5 separate regions of the Mus musculus genome follow, and regions 1, 2, 3 and 4 are each linked to region 5. The links are chromatin contacts, called in public promoter capture Hi-C maps. All regions are on one chromosome and are shown on one strand. The core of a region is the stretch at or near the end of the contact, and the rest is flanking DNA. Distances in the headings are between cores, read along the strand shown. Region 1 holds the start of Zbtb45 (zinc finger and BTB domain containing 45). Region 2 holds the start of Zfp446 (zinc finger protein 446). Region 3 holds the start of Rps5 (ribosomal protein S5). Region 4 holds the start of Zfp110 (zinc finger protein 110). Region 5 holds the start of Zfp583 (zinc finger protein 583).

What was found. Promoter capture Hi-C pulls out the DNA fragments that hold promoters and counts their contacts.
Region 1: a promoter capture Hi-C map of cranial neural crest shows a contact between it and region 5. The contact joins the promoter of Zbtb45 here to the promoter of Zfp583 in region 5. A contact is called at or near these places in 4 of 39 promoter capture datasets (cranial neural crest, frontonasal cranial neural crest, pre-B cells and 1 more).
Region 2: a promoter capture Hi-C map of pre-B cells shows a contact between it and region 5. The contact joins the promoter of Zfp446 here to the promoter of Zfp583 in region 5. A contact is called at or near these places in 5 of 39 promoter capture datasets (the HPC-7 cell line, cranial neural crest, maxillary cranial neural crest and 2 more).
Region 3: a contact with region 5 is called in a promoter capture Hi-C map of second pharyngeal arch cranial neural crest. The contact joins the promoter of Rps5 here to the promoter of Zfp583 in region 5. A contact is called at or near these places in 5 of 39 promoter capture datasets (cranial neural crest, frontonasal cranial neural crest, maxillary cranial neural crest and 2 more).
Region 4: a contact with region 5 is called in a promoter capture Hi-C map of second pharyngeal arch cranial neural crest. The contact joins the promoter of Zfp110 here to the promoter of Zfp583 in region 5. A contact is called at or near these places in 3 of 39 promoter capture datasets (cranial neural crest, pre-B cells and second pharyngeal arch cranial neural crest).

Annotation. Positions count from the first base shown.
Region 1 is chr7:13,008,402-13,011,101 of GRCm38.p6, forward strand. Zbtb45 (zinc finger and BTB domain containing 45) reads right to left here and starts at 1,451. Exons shown (of 3, transcript NM_001360833.1): 1 at 1,235-1,451.
Region 2 is chr7:12,976,508-12,979,234 of GRCm38.p6, forward strand. Zfp446 (zinc finger protein 446) reads left to right here and starts at 1,341. Exons shown (of 6, transcript NM_175558.4): 1 at 1,341-1,605; 2 at 2,491-2,727. The coding sequence starts at 1,345.
Region 3 is chr7:12,921,053-12,923,752 of GRCm38.p6, forward strand. It overlaps Rps5 (ribosomal protein S5), which reads left to right and starts at 1,259. Exons shown (of 6, transcript NM_009095.2): 1 at 1,259-1,336; 2 at 1,921-2,029. The coding sequence starts at 1,922.
Region 4 is chr7:12,833,232-12,836,028 of GRCm38.p6, forward strand. Zfp110 (zinc finger protein 110) reads left to right here and starts at 1,530. Exons shown (of 8, transcript NM_022981.5): 1 at 1,530-1,933; 2 at 2,216-2,296. The coding sequence starts at 2,252.
Region 5 is chr7:6,328,977-6,331,824 of GRCm38.p6, forward strand. Zfp583 (zinc finger protein 583) reads right to left here and starts at 1,458. Exons shown (of 5, transcript NM_001033249.3): 1 at 1,094-1,458; 2 at 279-340. The coding sequence starts at 287.

The DNA.
Region 1 (2,700 bases), core at 201-2,700, 6.7 Mb after region 5:
GTACCACGAAGGCCCCAAGCAGATCTATGACTACCTCAAGAACCAGGTCCCATTAACTACTGTTATGTGGAGGTTTTCAGAAGGGTGGGGAGGCAACTTGCCTCCTGGCCGAATCATTTAGGAACACCCCTTGAGGCTGAGGATTTGTGCCTGCCATACCCAAGGGAAGCAAATAAACAGTACATATAACAAGGCCTTTGCAACCTTGTTTCTTCTTTGCATCACCTGAGAGGTGCTAACTTTGGGCTTTGAAAATGCACCAGTGATGTGAAAGGCCAGCAAGCTGAAATTCAGTGTTGTTTAGCAATCCCCATAGTTCTTATGAACCCGAGACTATCATCCTGGCACTAATCATACTGAGGGAAGACAGATTCTTCCATCACACACACACACACACACACACACACACACACACACGCACACGCACACACACACACACACACACACACACACACACGCCCTCCGCAAAGGAGCTGGGAATCAGAATTGTCAGTTAACCCATCAAGCAAATATCTCCAGGTCTCTGGGCCTGTTTCCTTATTCAGCAAACAAGGGTGTTTCCCTTGGATCAGATTGCATACACTGCTCTAAGGGAAGAGAATCAAGATTCAGGATTCGCCCTGACCACCAGCCTGTCTCTCTAGGACAGACCCAGAGCAGGGCCCCATTTAATCCTGCCCCTTACAAAAGGACTACTGAGATCTCAGACTCAACGATTCTAGATCCTTAACACAAAAACACCCTTCCCTTTCTCTCGGAGTATTGCACACATTGTGTCAGTTACCACTGGCCTGGCCTACTGGAAGTCGCCATGCAGGGTCCCTTCCACACTCCCACCTCCAGGCCTTTCCCTCACGTGGCCGCCAGAGGGAGCCTGCGAACCGGGTTTATCTGGGACCTCTATGATGATGAATTAATTCTTCAAACCCACCAAGGCTTTGAACCTGTCTCTGCCAAGCGGCCTCCTTTTTCAAATAATATGCCAACCCATAACTCTTCCTCAACCCCATCCATACCCTACTTCTCGAACGCCCGGACTCCTCAGATGCAGCAGAACCTTCCTGAATGCCTCAGAACAAAGGCACACTCTCCCACATCTCCTACAGCATTCTCGCTACAACTCCCTCACCCATGCCATGCACCTTGTTCCATCAGCCTGTCTCACTCCCACCCTATCTATGCCAGAGTCCCCTTCAGGCCCGCTACATCTACCCCCAGTTTCCCGCCTCCGCACCCTGCCCCGATCCTGCAGCGCCCTCTTGTGTTCGCAACGTGCACACCGATCCTCACGCAGGCGTGCCGCTCCTGGCACGCCCCAGCCTTCTCTGGGACTCTGAGGCAGGGGGATGCCCGCTCGACCCCACCTCCGACTCCTCAGGCAGCAGGTCCTGCAGGTCCTCCTGCTTGTCAACTTGAAGGCCGCACTTCCGGGCGCTGAAGCGGAACAGATAGCCTCGGCACAGGCGGAACGATAGTCGGGAGCACGTTTCCGGTGTTCCTCTTTAGACTAGGCAGTCGTTGAGCAGAACTTCCGGTCTGGTCCGCGCCACAACCAAAATCGCAGAAGCTGGGGACCGAAGAGCTGGGGATCAGTAGGCAGAAGGAGCAGGAGTCCGTCGTCTCCAGGCTGATCCGAGCGAGCTGTCAATCACTCCTCGGGCCACGCCCTCAGTACTCTCAGCGGGTCTGGAGAGGGCGCTGGATGGAATCCAGAGGCTTTTTTTTTTTCTCCCAGGTGGCTTTTCTCTTACACGGGAAAAGTTTCTCTCTCTCTCTCTCTCTCTCTCTCTCTCGATTTATTTATTTTCTATTTATTTTATGCGAGTACATTATTAACTCTCTTCAGACACACCAGAAGAGGGCATCAGCTCCCATTACCGATGGCAGTGAACCGCTGAGCCATCTCTTCAGCCCCGAGAAGTTTCTCTTGAGTCACTTCTGCTCGCACCCCAGATGAAGAAGCTTTGCAGAGCTTCCCTGCAGTCATCTAAAGAACACAGGCCCACCTTCCCAAGGAAGCCTCCTCATTCGGTGCTCCCACCTCACCCCACCCAGACTCTCGGGAATTCGCTGCTCTATAAATGAATGGTTGAAGAACCCCAGCTTGGCCACAGATCAGAATAGAATGTAGGACACGAAGTGGGCTCGGAAGTAGTCAGATACCAAGGAGCAGGGACTAAGTGCGTAGAGGGAGAGAACAGCCAGAGAGTTGTCCAAGCGGGGCTCCTACGTGGTCCTTTTGTTGTCCAAGACACCCATGAACCAAACCTCTCAAGTGGTGGGTTGGCCTTCCCTTCCCCTCTGTTCTTGGGGCAATCAATCAACCACTATGTAAGGCAAAAGAGAGGCATAGAGCTCTGGGCCTCCGTGTGAATGGTACTGAGGAATCTAGTGGGTGGTGCCGCATGAGGAAGATGTCAGGATGTTTTGTTCCCCATCCTGGACCCATGCTGGGTAGCTGTGTTGTATGTGTGTTTGAAAGTCTGGGGAAGCCAGGCGGTGGTGGCGTATGCCTATAATCCCAGCACTTGGGAGGCAAAGGCAGGAGGATCTCTGAGTTCGAGGCCAGCCTGGTCTACAAAGTGAGAGTTCCAGGATAGCCAAGACTATACAGAGAAACCCTGTCTCGAAAAACCAAAAAAAAAAAAAAAAAACAAAAAAAAAAACCTCAGAGGTTGAGGCAGGAGCGTCAGAAGTTCA
Region 2 (2,727 bases), core at 91-2,590, 6.6 Mb after region 5:
CTAGGTCAGTAGGTCACCACAGGCCCTCTACTTTAAGACAGCTGAGAGGCTAACCTGGGGGAACTTAGATCCTGCCTCAAAAGATAAAATGTTTCATGGTTACATTGGCCAACCTAATATAACCATTATAATTAAGGACTGAGTTGGGGCTAGCTCAATGATAGTTTACCTATTAAATATGTGGTCTTAGATTTAATGGCCTGAACAAGGGAGAAATAAAGATGGTAATGGTCATGTCAAGCCCAGGGGTAAGATGTATACCATCACAAGACTCAACCAGGTCTATCCTGTGGCACATAGAAGGCTTAGAAACCAGCCTAGCAGGGAGGTGAGCACTAGAACAAAGGTGTTTCCAAGAGAGCTTTCTGGGAACCCCCTTAGGCCCCCTTAGCGCTTCTCCTCAATAGGTAGGTGGTGAGAGTTGTGTCCAGAGAATCTGTAAAAGACAAATTCTACCGACAGAACTGCTCAGGAGTTTTGGATGTAGAGAACCGCTGCTCTCTACAGTAGCTGCCAAGGAGAAGGTTCCTGGGTAGCAGAAGAAACCCAAGTAGGCAGATCGAGTTCAGGATTGAATGGTTTATATCACAGTCCAGCCACTTGATATGTGGAAATAAAACTAAGCCCATCTGCAATTAAGCTAAAAAGCCTCTAACTGTCGGATATGGGGGCCCATGCCTTTAATCTCAGCGAATGGGAGAAAGACTGGCAGAACTATTGAGTGAGCTCCAGGCTAGCTAGTAGGGTCTACAGAGTGAGTTCCAGGACAGCCAAGGACTTTTATTCTTTAAAGGCCCCATTCCCCCACAAACAAACAAAATGCCATCAACTGCCCATTGGGAGAAAAAAAATAAATATAAGTCATCTTGTCTAACTACATCCTCCTAAGTAAGGGTTGAGTATACCTCGTAATTTTAATCAGAAACCTCCGTCCTTATTTTCAGTAATGTTATCTGAAGACTATTAGTGAGGGTTGGTAATTACATGGTTACCTCCTCTGAGCACTTGTTCACCTGTAGGCCTACTGTCTCCACAATATCCAGGGAGCTTAACGGAGATCCGATGGAGGCCATACTGAGTTTTTCTCGCCCACCACCGCCTTTCACCTGGATTCCCAACGGGATTGTCTAGAACAGTCTGGACTCAAGAGGCCAAGGAGCCTCCACCTAGGCCTTCTCCGAGGCAGGGGGACCCTTACAGCTTAACTCAGAGAACAGCAAGAGGCCCTAAGTTGTGCGCTAGCTGTTACCTAGGAGACACAAGGAGCGAGAGTCCTTCCGGGAGCGCTAGCTCTGATTGGTCAGGATGCCTCTCTGGCCAATAGAAACCAGGTCCGTTGCGCACATGCGTAAGGAGGCTAACCCACAGTCGGCTCCGTCCTACGTGAGTCCTACGGCTGCGGTTGCAAGAGAAGAACGGCTGCCAAGTCAGGAGTGGGAACCCCCCCCGGAACTCTGCAGCAACGCGACCCCAAGGAGAGGAGCGAAGAGTCTCGCGCGTGAGAGGCCTTGGAAGCGTGCTGTCGTTCTTGCTGAGGCTCACGGGAGACGTAGTCCGAGCGAAGGGGGCCGATCCGGCGGAGCAGATGCAGGATTGGCCGGGCTGGTAGGGCAACGCGCGAGGCGGGGCGTTCTCTGAGTGGCAGTGGGACGTGCTCGGTGTCACTTCCTGGAAGTGCCCCAACCTCCTGGGGCTCTCCCACGCGTCAGAGGTGAGCTCACTCCTAGCTGGGCGGGCGCAGCTTCATAATCCGGCTCCTCGGATCACCGAGAGCACCTCCCAGCCGTCGGACCCACCCCTTTCCTGTGTCAGAGCCTGACACCCCAACTCTTGAGTTTCTCCAGAGCAGGACGGATGTCCCAAGAGAGCCGATTTAAAACCAGAATCTTAAGAGCTGGGACACAGGTTCCAGTTTACAACTCCACACAAAACGGGGCTGTTTGATTTTGGCTTTTGTTTCAGGGTTTCACATGCGTAGTAAGCTGAGGCAGTATGAGGCATCCACAATTCAGCTGCGATCAGCGAGCTGTGCCTCCCAACCCATAATAAGCTCCTGAGAATGCACCCAGGCTTTCAGCTCTGCCCCAGGTCTTGTACCTGTGTCTCAGAGCCAACTCTTCAGCTAGCACAGTGGTCTGCCTCCTGTCTGAAGCCTCAGGGCTCCAGGTCACCCAGGATGATGGTCCCACCCCCCTTCCCTCCGTGTCCTGCTTGACCCTTTGTCTACTGGATGAGCCACTTTCATCTCCCAGGAGCCCTGTGTTGTACCCAAATGTTTGAGCCCGTCATTTGCAGTTTTCTAGAAGGTCCCTGGACATTCCACCCAGTCATTTATCTTCAAAACAAAATACAGCTGCTCAACTGCTGTGGGGCTGCACCTCCCATGACCTTCTTTGAAGTTCTCCTGGCCTCAGGGTTCTCTTTTCCGGCTTCTAGGAGGGGTCTGGTGTGTGTCTTCTGACCTTAGATGACATTCTTCCTTTTCTGTAGGTCCCTCTGTCACCTCCAAAAAGACCCTTCAAAACAAGAATGCCATCTCCTCGGGGTACCCCACACCTATCCCTCAGAGACTCCAGGACCACCCTTGAGGAGCCTGAGGCTGCACGACTCCGTTTCCGGGGTTTCTGCTATGAGGAGGTTGAGGGACCCCGAGAGGCACTGGCCCAGCTTCGAGAGTTGTGTCACCAGTGGCTACAGCCTGAGTCATCCTCCAAAGAACACATAATA
Region 3 (2,700 bases), core at 9-2,508, 6.6 Mb after region 5:
TCCTCTTCTCTCCTCTCCCTTCCCTTCTCTCCTTATGTTTGTTGACACCTTTCCTCTCTTCTCTCTTCTCTTCTCTCTCCCTCCCTCCCTCCCTCTTTCCTCTTCTCTCCTCTCCCTTCCCTTCTCTCCTTATGTTTGTTGACACCTTTCCTCTCTTCTCTCTTCTCTTCTCTCTCCCTCCCTCCCTCCCTCTTTCCTCTTCTCTCCTCTCCCCTCCCTTCTCTCCTTATGTTTGTTGACACCTTTCCTCTCTTCTCTCTCTTCTCTTCTCTCTCCCTCCCTCCCTCTTTCCTCTTCTCTCCCTCCTCTCCTTATGTTTGCTGACACCTTTCCTCTCTTCTCTCTCTTCTCTTCTCTCTCCCTCCCTCCCTCCCTCCCTCCCTCTTTCCTCTTCTCTCCTCTCCCCTCCCTCCTCTCCTTATGTTTCATCCCAGCAGTTGGGAGGAGCAGAGGCAGATGAATCAGCCTGGTCTAAAGAGCGAGTTCCTGGACAGCCGGTGCTACAAGGAGAAACCCTGTCTCCAAAACAAACAAACAAACAAACCCACCCCTGGGGGTGAACCTGCTGGCAAGGTCTCTCCCTTATTAGTACCAAATCACTGGGATCTCAGATAAGTAAGTCACCTAGGAGATCCCCGGGCTGCCAACCCCTCCAGGACTCCCCTCTATGTATCCCTCCCCGGGGAGGTTCACGAATGGCGGTCGGAATCTACTGTCCGCGATTGAACCTGAGGAAAAAAAGCCCAGACAAGCGTGGCCAGAGTGATTAAAAAGGAAGTGATCCCATACCGGAAGCCTGGGACCCGCCGAGCATGGCTTGCGGGAGGGGAGAGGGTGGGGCCCGTGCTTGTGAACCCGGATCGGTGGTAACCACAGGACCCGACTCCATTATTTTGGTGAGAAAATGTGAGCCGAGCTGGTTGCCCTAGCTAAGAATCCACCGTCCATGGTTCCTGGGTTTTGCAGCCTAATTACGGAGAGCGTGGACTGGACGTCAGCACTACTTAGATATGGCGGCGTCGGTCTCACCAAAGTTTCTGCGCATGTGCGCCGACTCAGAAGCCTAGCTAGTACTTCAGAGGTCCGCCAGAAGACGGGCGTGGCGCTGTTTCTAAAAGTGCGCATGCTTTACCCGGCTCAAAGGGCGCCTCTCATCCTAGCGCTTGATTGGTTGGTGAGCACGCTGTTTTCATCTGCGCGTGCGTCTCTACCTCTGACCCGGAAGTTTTCGCTTTGCATAAAAGCGCTAGTCCGCTGCGCGCGGCCTCTTCCTGTCTGTATCAGGGCGGCGCGTGGTCCACGCCGAGCGACTGAGAAGCCCAGTCTGCGCCCTCAGGTGAGGCTGCGGAGGGACACGGAGTTCAGAAGAGGTGACCATGAGTGTTCTAAGGCACATCTGGGGGGCCGGAGGCCGAACCTGAAGCCTGGGCGTGACCGCTTGGATCTCACCGTTTCTCTGCGAAAAAGGGTGCCTAGGGAAACTCGGCACGGGCCGAGTTAGTCTTCGCCTCTTGTTTGCACTGTTTTGACTTCATACTTTGCACACACGGGACTCCAGGGAAATCACTTGGGTCATATACCATAAACATAAATCTAGGTTTGCTTAGTTTTGTGATGACTCTTTTGCTCAGTACACGTTCTAAGTGCACAACGGAAATCTGATGGGAGCTGATGAGTATACGGCTTCATGAACCATCATACTGTGGTCCATGTACCAGCTGATTAGCGGGGTGACTGCCGAGTTACTTTAGAATCCTGAGTGGTTTTCCTGGGTTTGGAGAGCTGTTCAAAGCTTTCTGGGTCTCCCCTTCATGTCCCAGTTTGCCACAAAGTGAGAGTTCGTCTGAAGAGTTTGGGGTCAGAGTGACTGCTCCAGCATGTCTAGGCAGTAACGGTTTCTTGCCATTCTCCTGTCCCCAGGATGACTGAGTGGGAAGCAGCCACACCAGCGGTGGCAGAGACCCCTGACATCAAGCTCTTTGGGAAATGGAGCACTGATGACGTGCAGATCAACGATATTTCTCTGCAGGTAAAAGGAACTTAATGATTGTTCTTTGTGATGATTTTTTTAATTGAGACCAGGTGTGGATGAGCTTCTAGTTCAGAAAAGGGCATAAAACAACCAGTGGATGTACAAGACAGGTAGAAGAGCAATAACTGGACAGCTACACCCACGCCTAATACAAACTGGCACTAAAAGATGTTAGAGTGTGGTTTTTATCCCGTATTTTTCTAATCGTGTGTCTCTTGAGACAGAGTCAGGGTCTTGCTGTGTAGCCCTTGCTGGCTGCCTGGAGCTCTTTGAGATCTTGCCTCTGTCTCCCATGTGCCACTACACCTGACTTGATGTCCCCTTTCGTTTGTATATTCAGTTAGTGGGTATCAATTGAAAAGATGGCTTTAGTCAACTGAACCATGTTGGCACCCTTGTCAAAAGCAGTTGGTAAGCTGCTATCAGCCTACAGCAAGAGGAATTTGAGTATGAGACCAGTTGGTGCTATGAATGTTCCCTGCTGCCCTCCCCTGAAAAATGTCAGTTGGCTATGGGTACTGTTATGGCTAAGTTAGTATGGGAGCTATTTGCTTTGCCCTCATAACCCATTTTGAGGTAATCTCATATAGCTGAGACTGGCCTGAAACCCTGTCTAGTGGAAAAAGCTAATATCTGCATTCTGTCCCGAGTGCTGGGATTGAAGGTAT
Region 4 (2,797 bases), core at 280-2,779, 6.5 Mb after region 5:
TTAGGAACAAACCTAGTCACAGGTTAGCTAATAACTGGCATTACCAGAACCCACAGCCTCTCAATGTGTACCATACAAATCAGCCCCTGTGTGTAACCAACAAGCTCAGTCAGTCAGCAGGGTCTCAAGGGAGGGAGTGAAGATTGAAAAGAAAAAGACAATTAGACAACATTATAACAGGACTCAAGCCCCTGCTGAGCCTGAAGTGGGTTTATTTTTCTCTAGTCTGTTTTTTCTAGTCTATTCTAAGTACATGCAAAGAATAAGGTCAGTTCTAAGTCAAGGTACAAACAAGGCAATAAACAAAGTCCTGTGGTATTCAGGGACTTACAAAACGATCAAGATCTTGATCTTAGCCCCAAGTCAAATTCTTGCCTGAGCCTACTTCCGTGTCCTAGCCTAATGTCAAATTCCTGCCCAATTCCTAGAAGCAGTCCCAAGAGCTCTCCACATGTATGGATATTTACAGTTAGCATCCCTGGGACTGAGTGTAATTTTAGTTTTCCTCATACATCTCTGATCCTCCATGTCCCTTTGTAGCTGGTCTTTGCAACTTTGTGGGTTCTCCTCTTCCTCCCATCTTTATCCATGCCCCCTTTTTACCCCTTAACACTAGACTGGAAAGAAACAGGAATAGAGGGGAGAGAGGAATTAGGAAATCCCTGAATCTGATTTCTTTTCTTTTGCTTCTCCTTTGACCTCAGCTACTACGAAACCACAACCAACCTCCTCCCTATACAACCAACTGGTCCAGCCCAGCCCCTAGCCTATCGGGCCCTAACATTAATATACTCTCTGAAAAGTTCTCAGAATTCCAAATATAACACAATCACAAAAAACTATCTGCTACAGACAGAACCACGATTCTGCTAGAGCACAAAACAAATCACGGTCAGCTGCTACAGGCAGTCTGAAGCAGCCCCACATCCCTATACCTGGAATCAAACAAAATATTATTTTATAATATTTGTTTGTTCTTCCAAGAAACCAAAATTCCAGGATTCTCACTACATCCCTTCCTCTGCTGGGGAAAACTAGAGAGGACATTTAGTGTAGCCTACCATATTTTAAGTCCACCAGGTCTCCATACTTCCCACCTAAACGTTATAAGCCCACACCACCCTGCCCAGACCACACAACCCTGCCCACTCTACTAATCTGGACGCAAACGCCTGTCCTCTCATGGAAATTTGAGTACTTTTAATTCCGATGCCTAATGGCTTTCTGTTTCTACAGTTACTCCTTTCTTCCTCTCCCTTTAAGGGTACCGGTGAAACTTCAGTAAGATTGCATCCTTTTCTCCTTCCCCACAGTAAACTCCGTTAAATGACTTTGTCTTCTCTTGCCTCCGACCCACAGACAGCCCCAATCCGGATTCCCTCCCCCTCTACACTAGTAGAGCCGTAGGTTCCATCTGTCCCCTCGTCCCGCCTTCCTTGCTCTGCTACGCGGCGTGCCTCGCTCAGCCGACCTAACACCAGCACTTCCGGCCCACCCCCTTGCCCATGCCTAGCTTCCGTTTTGTCCAAGTTCTTTTGCTCCTGTTAGTGGGTTCGATTCTCTCCTAGCCTCGGTCTCTGTCCACAGAGGTACTGGTGCTCAGCGTCTTAGTATCCTTCTTCAAAAGCTGCATCCTAGTTCTTTAGCAGTCAATAACACACTTTTCGGACTTCGGCTTCGCCCGCCAACAGGACAAACGCCGCCTAACTGCTGCCGCTCGACGTCCGCGGGGGCGTCTGGGAGTTGTAGTCCGGACTCGTGAGCTGGCGCAGTTCGGGACAAGACCGACGGGCGAGCGCCATTGTGTCTTTCCGCAATCGTAGCGCTGCGTGAAAGCCCGTCGGGGGCAGCACCCATCTTCTGTTTTATTTGCAACCTCTGGAACCCAGTGTCGGCTTCGTTTGTGGCGCCACTTCTACGGACCCGGGAGAAGGTGTGTAGTCGTGGGTCCGAACAAATCCTAAGGAAGACATCGCGTTCTAAATAAGGACCACAGTTTAAGAAAACCAACCGCCTTTTGGATTAGATGACATCAGCTGTCCCCTCTCGGTTAGAGGGGAACCTGTCTTGTAGGCTTATGGGAGTCGGGAAGAGGATTCACTGGGCACTTTGCAATTTTGGGGTGGACTGGTCATGTCCTGCTGAGGGGTGGGATATGGGCAGAGGTGGGGGAGCCGCTGGGCACATTCCTTAGTGCCCCCCTCTTCCACTTTAGGTTTCGTCAGCATTCTGCCTACTCCTGGGAGAGAACATGGAGGACAGTATGGCTTCCACGCTTCCAACAACCTGGCCCCATGTGAGTAAAGGCTTCTTTTCAACTTTTGAGTCGGCTCAGGGGTCGGCTAGTGGTGAGACGTTTGTTCTCAAATATCATTGAGTTTCGGGAGGAGTTGGAGGACTGCCCAAGAGGGTGGTTACAATAGAAGAAACAAACAAACCGATTTCTGAACCAGGAACTGGCAAGCCAGATTGAGGCTTTTTAATTAAAAAACAATACTATTACATTTGGGGGGGGGGGGGCATGCACGTGTGTGCCACTGCCTGCTTGTAGAGGACAGAGAGTACCTTTCCGGATCGCTACCCTTCTTCCAACATATGAATCCTGAAGATCAATCAAACTCAGGCTTGGTAGCAGGCACCTTTACCCACTGAGCCATCTCACCAATCCTTTTCAACCTTTATTTTTTCTTTTTTTTTTTTTTTTTTTTTTTTTTTTTTTTAAGCTGAGGGTCTGGTGAAAGAAACTGACAAGTGTAAGAAGATAAGAAGCTCATGTTTAGTTTTCAGCAACTACTTT
Region 5 (2,848 bases), core at 208-2,707:
CTTACATAATCCCACCAAAAAAAATGTATTTTTGCCTCTTAGAGTGAGTTCCTAAGAGCACTGAACCCACAGGCGAGGCTGAACTGCGTCCTTGCTGGCCGGGGGAAAGGGTGCTCTTAGCTTAGTCTTGGGGGACTAGCTCTTGTGTTGCAGTGGAGAACAAGAGCAAGTCACTGGAGAGAGGAGATTTTGTCAGGCAGCTGAATTTCTGAAATCAAAGTGGTTTAGCCTGACTGATAAATAAGGTGGCATTCCAGGGAAAAAGAAACGCTTCTTACCTTGGACATGGCGTTAAAGCTTCAAGAATGTATGGCTGTGTTTCTGGGAGCAGGGAGGTGTCCTAAGAAAGTAAAGTGGACAGAAACAGGAAACTGTAAGTTCCAGGTGTATCCTGCAGCCCCAGCATCACACCTCTGTCCTTCTCCTCCCTCCACAGACATGCATTTGAGGTATCCCTACATTTAACAATGCTTTTCCTATGTACTGTATAGTTCTGGGACTCAACATATATTTTATGTCTAAGTTATCTCTTTCACTTATGTCTGAGCAATTTAAGACTGGCATTATTAGATTAGAATCTTCCACCTTTCACACATGAAGGTTTACATCATTGAAGATACACAAGGCAATAGTTGAGAAAATAACTGTGCCAAACTGGAAACTAGACTGGAATTTATAGTGTATAGATGACGTTAAAAGGAAGTATATCTCCACCCTTTCCATAAGGATGAGATGTAGGCCATCAAGTGAAGCTACTTTGCACAGAGTGGGTAGCAAAGGGACCATGTGATCTAGAAGACAGTGGACCAGGATCAGGATACCCTACAAATGCCCCCCCCCGCCCTTCCCCCCCTATGATATCTCATACTGTCACATATTTTCCAGCACTGTCTGTCTCAAACAGTTACACTGTTTAGATGCAATGAAATAGCCCTATACACTGTTATTCGGGCCCATACATTGTCACAGGCTCCATCCCAGCTGGTAGCAAAAGTCTTGCTGTAATAATATCACATAGTCCCAAATGCAGCCTCAAAGCCCCTCATGGCGTCTTTATCCCCACATTCCACATTGTCACAGACCCCCCTTGTACCTGGTGGCATAGTCTTGTGTATTCACACACATCCTTATGGGATCTCACAGTCTCATACACCATCATAGGCCCTTCAACACTGTGACATGGTCTCATAGTGCTACACCTATTGTCCCAGCCTCTCACTCTATGTCATAGCCAGCATTCAGTCTCACAAACTGTCACAGGCCCTGACAGTACTCTTGGCACAGTCTCAAGCCTCAGGCCTTCACAATAAAGTGGCTTGGTCTCAACCCTGTCAGATAGGTTTCCAAACACATTCTCCCACATGCTGTCATATACAGTCAACACGCTGTCACAACCCCTCAGTTTCAAGCAGTATTCAGTCTCACAGCCACAGGCATCTCGTACACAAGGTGTGGTCTGACACTGCCACTCAGATCCCCACTCCAAAGTGCTCACATATAATACACCCTCCACTGTGCAGTCACCCACACTGTCACAGCCTTTCAGTCTTACACAGTGTATGCAGTACCAGACCCCCTCACACGGTGTGGGGTCTCACTGTCATATGAGTCTTCAGACACATTCTCCCACATGATCCCTTATATTGTCACAATCTGTCACACACAATGTCACAGCCTCGGTCTCACACAGTATTTAGTCTCACAGTCAGAAGTCCTTAATACACAGTGATCCAGTCTAACACTGTCACTCAGCTGATCCCTCCCCGGTACAATCACATACACTGTCACAGTCTTTTAGTCTCACAGAGTATTCAGTCACAGGCCCCCCTCATGCAAGTGGGTGGTCTCATACTGTCACACACATGATAACCACCTCAGTCTCACACAGTGTACAGGCTCAGCCACAGTCACTCACTCATGTTCCCACACACATCCCCTAGCGCTATCACACACTGGCACAAGCCTCTCTCTCTGTTTCATGTATCTCCATACTCACAGTCACAGGCTCCCCCCATTATGGGGTGCTGTCTTATAATGTCACATACATTGTCACCGCCTCAGTCTCACATAGTTGCAACCTTACAATCATAATAGGCCCCTCATATACGGTGGCGTGGTCTCGCACGGTCACTCTGCACCCACTACACTTTCTCCCACGCGGTACCTTGATCCTCACCGAGCGTCTCCTCAGTCCTCGTCACCTCTCACTCGGCGCCGAGGCAGATCTGGCCGGGGCCGGGGCTCGATCTCGCGGCGCCGGTAGAGCTCACAAAGGCGCGGCTGCGGAGCGACTCCGCGCAAGGGCCTCTGGGAGGTGGAGTACTGCGCTTGACTGGAGCGGCGTAAGGCATGCTGGGAACGCCTTTTAGGGCGCGGCTTTCGGGGGTCCTAGAATCTCCGCTGAATTCTGTCTCTTCCCTTCCGGTCGTCAGAACCAGAACTCACTCAGGCTGCGCAGGAGCTGCTTGCTCTCCTCGGTCTCTTAGACGAGGAGTCGGGGGTGGGGGTAGTTGTGGTGGTGGTGGTGGTGGTGGGGGGGCTGTGCTCGAGCACGCATGCGCAGTGCTAGCTGGCCGGTGCCCTGTCCAGAGCAGCGGATGAAAATTGGTCATCTCCTGGTTCAGGGCCCACGTTGCTGGGTTTCTTTCTCCCTTGTTTGTTTACCTTCTCTCTGCCTTACCTTTTCACGCATCATTCATTACTCGCCTTCTGTATGTCAGACTCTGAAATGGACACAACAATGAACCCCGCCTGACCAAAATCTTCATCTTTATGGAACCAACATAGACTGGGGAGGAAGTGCGCTAGGGCTGTAACCCAATGATAGAGCTCCTGCCTAGCTAGAATG